2 separate regions of the Sus scrofa genome follow, and region 2 is linked to region 1. The links are chromatin contacts, called in public HiChIP or PLAC-seq maps. All regions are on one chromosome and are shown on one strand. Each heading gives the region's core, a stretch centred on a gene start, on an enhancer-like site or on the middle of the called end of the contact. The rest is flanking DNA. Distances are from core to core; before and after follow the strand shown. Region 1 holds the start of GMFB (glia maturation factor, beta). Region 2 holds the start of SAMD4A (protein Smaug homolog 1).

Region 1 (3,985 bases), core at 442-2,941:
TAGTCTATATTCATTTTCCCACATAGTAAAATAAATCACATTTTCATCATTGTCCTTTTCTTGTCACTACATCCAGCCTCTGTCCAGCCTCTCTTGGGTCTACATGAGACTTTGCCCATTTCATAGCCAATAACATTGGGAAAACATTAAAAGAACAACATGAAAGGGGAAAACAATGGATTTACTATTTATCAGGTGAAATGTCATGTAGCTAAACATTAATTTTTTCACCTTTTCCTCTAATTCCTCTCATAGATGGAGAGAGGAGACGGGAAAAGATGGGGGTGGGGAAGAATCTATGCTAAACTCTAATATAATTGTTCATGGACTAATAACAATCATTTTCTCTCCCATCATTTCTTACATGGTACTAGGTGTCAAATTTACCAGTTCTCTTATCATAGTAAAAAGTATTATGGGGGCAGGTCACTAAGAGAATGTAGCTGAGCTGTGGAATTTCTTACTAGTTAAACTTTCTAGTTTTCTAATTTATGAGAAAACGTAGGTATTGGATCAAATTAAGTTATATATATATATATATTTTTTTTTTTTTTGTCTTTTTGCTATTTCTTTGGGCCGCTCCCGCGGCATATGGAGGTTCCCAGGCTAGGGGTCCAATCGGAGCTGTAGCCACCGGCCTACGCCAGAGCCACAGCAACGCGGGATCCGAGCCGCGTCTGCAACCTACACCACAGCTCAGGGCAACGCCGGATCATTAACCCACTGAGCAAGGGCAGGGATCGAACCCTCAACCTCATGGTTCCTAGTCGGATTCGTTAACCACTGTGCCACGACGGGAACTCCTAAGTTATATATTTTAACTCTGACTTAATGGTATTTATTAATATGCTAACAATTCATTAAATTTAACATTAAATATAAACTTTAAATATTCTAATAATCCAGTCTAATACTAATGAAGAAGGATGGCAGTGGGCGCATGTTCTGGAATTTTCTTTTTTCTCTGCTTCTTTCGTCATTCAGTAAATAAGAAGCAAGCATCAACTATGGACCATGCACCAGCTGAGGATAAGCTGTAAACTCCGTGAGCTCCTGCCCCAGTTAGCTTCTTTCATTGAAGACACGTGTACGAATTCTGAGTTCAAACCTTACTTCTTCCAAACCACCGGGTTCAAAAGTAAACTTGCCCCTACAGAAACTTCTTAATGCGCGATTAGGCAATGGCTCATGAGAACACTCATCTAGACATGAATCATCACGCAATCAGACTTGAATAAATAAACACCATCAAGAAAGAAATGTATTTACCAAGTCCCGCAAGGTGGTCAGAGTAGGGGCAAGGGTTCCGGAGAGGGTGAGAGGAAAGGCAGGTGTACCTAGGTTTGAGGGAGGTGGAATTTGAAAGGTAGGTTGGGGTCAAACACACACATTTACCATTGAAATCGTTGACTCAATCATGTCACCATGAAATTTCTCTCAGAGATTGAGGAGGGTTGAAAGGAAGCAAAAACTGGCTCGAATTTTGAGGATACATTTTGGCACTGGAAGTCCTCCACTCCGAATCCGATAGCGTCCACTGGAGGGTTCAAGAAACAGCGCGGGAGAAATGGAAGGGGCGGGGGCACTCGCGTTCCTGCGAAGTTTGAGCCGCGCCGGCCACCGTTGGCGGTCACGTGCTGCCCTGCAGCTGCCGCGTAGCTGGTGGGGGCGGCTCTGCCAGGCGCCGTGCAGGAACGGAGGCGGCAGCCGTGCCATTCTTAAAGGGGCCCAAGGGGAGGCGAAAGGCTGCTGACGGCCGGAAGGAAAATGGTGAGTTGCTGCCGGGGAGGGCGGGGGCCGGAGGGCTGGGCCAGCCCGCCGGGCTTTCCTGTTTGCCGAAGCCGGTATCGGCGGGCAGCGCCCCGGGTGGGTCGGCGGCCGCTTCCGGCCTGGCTGCTGGTAGTTTCTCTCTTGCTGCGAGTTGGCCCCCGCCCGCCGCCGCTGCCGCCTTTGCCAAGGGCAGCATCCTCCTGCCGGGCCCGGAGTCGACTCGCCCAGCAGGCTCGGGGACTGGGGTGCGGCCAGTAGGGGTGGGTCATGCTCACCGCGTCCTTCTGGATGGGGAGGTGGGGGCGGCTTCTAGCTTTTGCGCTGAAGGGTCAGAGGGGCCGGGGGTCTGGTCCTTCGGAGGAACTCCCCCAAACACCTGCTTCTCTGCAGGCCCGAGGGACCGGCAGGCGCCGAGTACCTTCCGCCTGGCCGCCTTTGCGGGGAAGGCTCGAATTTTGATTCCGTTCTTTCGGCATCGCGTTAAGCTTCCTGACGTGCTTCTAATGATTTTTCCTTATCCTTGCTTTCTTCGAGTTATGGCAGTTGGAAACCTTTCGACCCAGCGCTTTGACGCTTGATTTTAAAGTGACTGTCAAAAGCTTTCGTTTTTTGTGTCTGGGGGCTCTCGCTTCCTTTCTTGTGTGGTTTCGACCCCACGCGCAAAAATAAAGTGGATGATTTCACTGATTGCCCAAGCCGGGGTCTCCTGAATCTTTCTCATGGGATTTAAGAATATGCTTCTCATTTCTGTAATTAGAAATAAAACACAAAATTCCTGCTGTCCTTTTCTCTAACTCCCCATTCATTTTTCAACCCACCTTCATCGAATATATTTCATGGTCACTAAATCCAAGGGACTCTCTTCAATTCTCATCTTTCCTTATCTGTATTCTCAGTGTTGATCATGCTCTCCTCTTTGAAACATTCTCTTCCTTTGTGCTTCCCCCTTGGCTTCTAGAATACAAAACTCATTTTTCTTCTCTTGTTGGTCTGTCTGTGTCCCATGCAGCTCTCCTTCCCTGTACATCACAAGGAGTCCTGAGCTCTATCCTAATGCTTCATTTTCCATTCTGTATTCTTTCTCTCCTTTCTACATTCATTAGTTTCAGTTACTACCTACCTATGTGTAGATGACTTGTGAATTTGTATTGCAAATGTTGCTTCTGAGATCAGCCCTACCTATCCTGCTCTTTAGTTAGCATCCCCTGGAAAGAAAGCTTTCCCCACTTGAGTGCCTTAGAGCCTGCTTAGTGTCCAAAATAGAACTCCTTTTTCCCCTCAAACTTGGTCTTCCTCAGTGTTCCTTAACTTAGTGAAAGGTAGCACCATTTAAGTCTACTACACAAGCAAGAAGCCTAGGAGTCACATTTGTACTAATCCACGCCACCCAGTCTGTCCCAGCTCCTTTGTAGTGGTTAAGAGAGGGGGCTAAAGTCAGGCTGTCTGGGTTGAATCCTGGCTTCCATGGTTGTATAATTTTGGGAAAGATAGTTAACCTCTCTAAGCCTTAGTTTCTTGCAAAATGAGGATAATATGATACCCATTTCTTGGGGTTGTTTTGAGGATGAAGGGAGATCCATGTAAAGGACGTACAGCAGTGTTTTTTCTCATAGTGTTTAATACATATTAACAATTTCATTAGCAGTATTCACCTACTTCTCTTTATCCTCATCAACCTACTTTTTGTCTCTCATCTGGACTAGTCTTACCAGTTAACTTGTTTTGTTCTATTCATCCTGGCTCTCTGTTTCCTGCATACAGATCTGGTCAATTCCCTTGTCACCACCTGCTTAAAACACTTAGTGGCTTCCCTTTGCTCATAGGATGGAGACTAGTATATTTAATATGACCCACTGGGCCCTGTGTGGTCCAGCCCCTGCTAACCTCCTCTTGTACATGTTACAGCTCATTCTCTGTGCCTGAGTCACACTGACCTTTCATTGTATTAGATGTGCTGTGCTCACTTTAATCAAAGTGTCTCTGCCTAGGCAATTTTGTTCCTTTACATGCCTTTTTCAGACCGTGCTGTTGATCACTAGTCCTAAGTATTTGTAGCATGAAGTGTCTCTCCTTTCTAACTCTTAGCCTAGGTACAAACAAGAATATATTTTTTCACGTGATGATTTTGATGTTATCTGTTCTCCTATAGACTTTATAAAAAGCTCCTTAAAGGCAGGCCCATATTTTTAATCTATGTGTTTTATACAATTGTATC
Region 2 (3,985 bases), core at 987-3,486, 52 kb before region 1:
GCGCACTTACCGGGACTGTTGGCCTCGCCTTCGAGGACGTGCAGCTCGGCGCAGTCGGCCAGCGAGTGCTCCAGGCAGAGCTGGAGGAAACGGGCCTGGGTCTGGCTCACGCGCTTGAGCAGCGACAGCAGAGCAACAGTCTGCTCGCACTCGTTCCAGCCCTTAAACCAGCCCGCCAGCACCCCGACCTGGTCGCGAAACATCATGGTTAGGGGGCGGCCCTCGGTCTACAAAGCCCCCTGGGCGCCCCAGCCCGCCCCGCCCGCCCCAAAGTTTGGCGGAGCCGCAGCCCCGCGGCCGCCCGAGACGCGTTCCGGTTCCAAGGTGGCTCTGGTGCCCGGACGCTGCAGGTATTGCCTCGGCTCCTGCCTCTCTCGTCTGGTTTCAGTTACGTTCCGGTGATTCTGGCTGATTTCCCCCAGAGATGATGACAGACAGTAGCACGGAAATGTTTCTTTTTAAAAAAATAGCGATTAAAAAAATTTTTCCCCACAAGGCACACAAACTGAATGAATGCTCTCTTTCCCCCCCACCCTTCTCGCGGCTTCGGGATGGTGATTTCCGGCGTCCGGGGGGGTCTCTTCCCCGCTGGGCGGCAGCTCGGACCCTTCACACCCGCATTCCCGAGCGGCGATCACCACTGGAAGGAGAGAAAGGGCTGCAATGAGACCTCGGCCAGCGAGGGAGCGCGCTCGGGAGGGGATGGAGGGGGGCGCCCCGAGGGGGGTTTGGTCCCCCAAATCCGGCTGCCCCTCCACACCCGGATGCTGGAGATGAGCTATTCCCCTTCTGGGAATGGCAAGAAGCCTCCTTCCCAGGTGCGTGAGGAGACCCCAAGGCTTCCTGTTGCTGCTGATGCGAATGCCTAGTGCTCCCCACACACCCCACCCGGAGTGGCCTTGGGGGCTGTGCTTGCGAAAGCCCGCACCAGCAACAGATCTTCCTCGAGCAGAAAACTTGCAATGCGGCTGCGAAGGGGCGCGGGGGTGGGGGTGGGAGCTAATGCAAAGCAGAGGCTGAAGCAGCAGCAGCCAGAGTTCCTTCCTCCTCCTCCTCCTCCTCCTCCTCTTATTCCCCCTCCCCCCCTCCCCTTCGCCACCACCTCCTCCTCCTCCCGGAGAAGCAGCCGAACGGCTGCAGCTCCATCTACAGCAACAGCCAGCATCTCCACCGCCAGGCGCCCCTCTGGATTTAGGCCGTGAGCGGCCGCGGCAGCAGCTCAAGACAAAAATAAACTCTCCCCACCCAAAGCTCCGAGCCCAGCGGGCGGAGGCTCAGCCGGAGCCCCGGCTCCCCCGCGCCGTGCCGCTCCAGCCCACCCGGGATGTCTCCGAGGGCCTACTTCGCCCTGAACGATCAAATGAGTGCGTGCGTGTGCGTCTGTGTGTATGTGAGTATGTACGTGTGTGTGTGCTGTAGGCATCCTGCCCCCGCTGCCGCCGCCTACGGGCGGGTCTGTCCGGCCCAATGCCTCGCCCGCGCGTCCCAGGCCGAAGGCGGCACAGACACGAGCGCATGCCGAGCGCGGGTCTGCCGGAGCCCACAGCACTGCCTCCCCTGGTGGGCAGGGTGGCTCGGCAGGGACTGCGGCTCCACGACGCTGGCACACGCCCCCAAACGACTGACAAGAAGAAAAGTTCGGTTTCGAGGGCTCCCCCAGTCCTAAACCAGTCCGGGTGGCCGCCGGGGGTGGCGGCGGCGGCGGCGGCGAAGAGGGACTAGCAACTCAGCCAACCCTTGAGGGGCGGCTCACTCCCAGCATCCGGTTTCCCCGCTCCCAGAACTTCCCGAGCGGAGGGGGCACGTCCCCCGGGAAAAGGACCTAGGGCCCCGCGGGTCCCCTCCCTGGGGCAAATGAGAGAGGGCGCTCACCTCGGAGCGGTTCATCTCGGCGGCTCGGGGCCCCAAGCGCGGGTCCGGGACCGCGGCAACTCTCAGCGAGGTTGGGGACGCCCGAAGCGCGGGCTGCGGGCCATGCCGTCGGAGCGGGCGGCGCTGAGAGAGCGCAGCGCTGCGGGTCCCAGCCGCCGCTCCTGCTGTCTCCAGTGTCGGCTGGCGGAGGACTGAGCCGCCGGAGCCGGAGCTCCCCACATGCTACTGATTAACATACACCATTACATCATGGGCTTGGCAGGGAGCGCCCGAGCGGGGGGAGAGGAACCCGGGCGGCGGCGGCTGCACACTGGGGGAGTCGGGGGAGGATCCCCGGACCCGGCCGGCGGCGAGGGTGGGGGGCGGATTCCTTAGCGGGGACCAGAAAAGGGGAGGGGATCGAAGAGGGAGGAGCCGGATGGCGCAGTGGGGTAGGGTTGGAGGAACAGCGGGGGGAGGGAAGAAGTTTGGAGAAGGGGAGGGGTCCAAGTGAATTCCTCCCCTCGACCGCCCGCGAGTTCTGGAGGGGTTGGGGCGCTGGAGCAGCTGGAGAGCAGGCGGAAGGGGACTTGGAGGGCGCTGCAGCGGAGTCGGTGCTGCCACAGGCTGCTCGTCCTTGGGAATGTGGTTCGCCGACTCGGGTGACCCCTTGCCCTTACTGGGGCCCGGGAGTGGCAGGGTCCTGGGGTCACCAGCGCTAGGGGCGTGGAAGGGTTCCGGGGTTCGCGGACCCGAAGAGCGGAGGAGGCGGAGGGGCGGTATGCAACGCTGGACGTGCCTAGGCACCGGGCTCCGTGCGGCCCGTGTCCCAGGAGCGCGAAAAGTGCCGGGAAGCTCACCCCTCTCCTGGGTCGGGCCTTGGATGCCCTTTGCTCCTGCGCCGCTCTCCCCTGGGGAAGCCGCCAGACTTCTGGGGCCAGCCGGCGAGCTACGTCTGGCGCGCGGGCTGCAGCTGCGGACCTTGAGCGGAGACGAGCGCCTCCCCGGGCGGCAAGGAGGCAGACGAGGCCACCTGTCAGCGCGTCTGAGTCACCGGGCTGGGCAGCCTTTACCTGGACCTGCTGAGTGCGCGAGGCCGAGGCCCGGCAGGGGCTTCTTAGGTCCTGGCCGCGCAGAAAAGGAGGGGGATGGGGATGGGGCTGCGGAGCCGAAGCCAGACGGCACAGAGAGAGCTGGGAAAGCGCCCTCCGGTAATAGAGGATGGGTCAAAAATACACTAACACCTGAAAATCGCTTTGTCTTCTAACTTTAATTGATTATTCACAGGTAGACTTGATAACCAAATCCTTGCTATCCGTATTTTCGAGCATTTCTCCAGCACCTTGAGGTTTTGTTTATGAGTACTGAGAAATTAGTGAAACGCATGCCTCAAACCTGGCCCTCCCTGCTCTTGTTAATATAGTATTTTTTTTTTAATTATTGGAGTATACTTGACTTAAAAGTTGTTAATTTCAGGCATAGAGCAAAGTAAATCACACATATACATTTATATGTATTTATATACATATATATCCATTCCTTTTTGCTAATACGGATTTTTTTTTAAGATAAAGTATCTGAGATATTCTACTGATTAACACTTCCTTCTTTAACTCCAGCATATGTCCCTAGATTTTCAATCCTTCCTTCCTTCCTCAAACCTAGTTTTTGCACCGTTTAGTTCCTGTCAGACATGTAACAGTGCCTAACCATCTGTCGGGGGTATTGAAAGGAATTGTGGAGTTGCAAAAATTTAGGTGTCACCATTAAGATAGGGTGTGTGAATAATTTTCTTTGGCTAATTATTAACCAGCCAGTAAAGGTATCTTCATAATTCAATGAATATTGTGCCCTAAAAGCAAGAATTCTAGAGTCAATATTTTAATTTTGTTTTACAGAGGCAGAGAAGTATGACATATTTTTTCCAAGACATCACCCTCACTAGCTAGTCCCTATTAATAACTTTTATCAGGAAATGGGGAGAAGTTTTAGAGAATGTCAGATCTCCATACATACCTTGATATCAACCGCAGCCAAAGCAGTTCTCCACCTGGGGCTTTTGGAAGCCACCAAGAGTGATTTTTTTTTTAAGAAAGTGGAAAAAAATCAGTTTCGTTAACTTATTTTTTGTCTC

What was found. HiChIP or PLAC-seq counts read pairs in DNA pulled down with a chosen protein or histone mark.
Region 2: a contact with region 1 is called in an H3K27ac HiChIP or PLAC-seq map of alveolar macrophages. The contact joins the promoter of SAMD4A here to the promoter of GMFB in region 1. A contact is called at or near these places in 5 of 47 Hi-C or Micro-C datasets (heart right ventricle, liver, mesenchymal stem cells and 1 more) and 2 of 2 datasets of contacts at active chromatin or transcription factors (alveolar macrophages and skeletal muscle).

The regions. Positions count from the first base shown.
Region 1 is chr1:183,861,040-183,865,024 of Sscrofa11.1, reverse strand. GMFB (glia maturation factor, beta) reads left to right here and starts at 1,691. Exons shown (of 7, transcript NM_001244461.1): 1 at 1,691-1,770. The coding sequence starts at 1,768. It overlaps CGRRF1 (cell growth regulator with RING finger domain protein 1), which reads right to left and starts at 1,566. Exons shown (of 11, transcript XR_002346942.1): 1 at 1,396-1,566.
Region 2 is chr1:183,913,588-183,917,572 of Sscrofa11.1, reverse strand. SAMD4A (protein Smaug homolog 1) reads right to left here and starts at 2,236. Exons shown (of 13, transcript XM_021102232.1): 1 at 1,873-2,236; 2 at 11-640. The coding sequence starts at 206.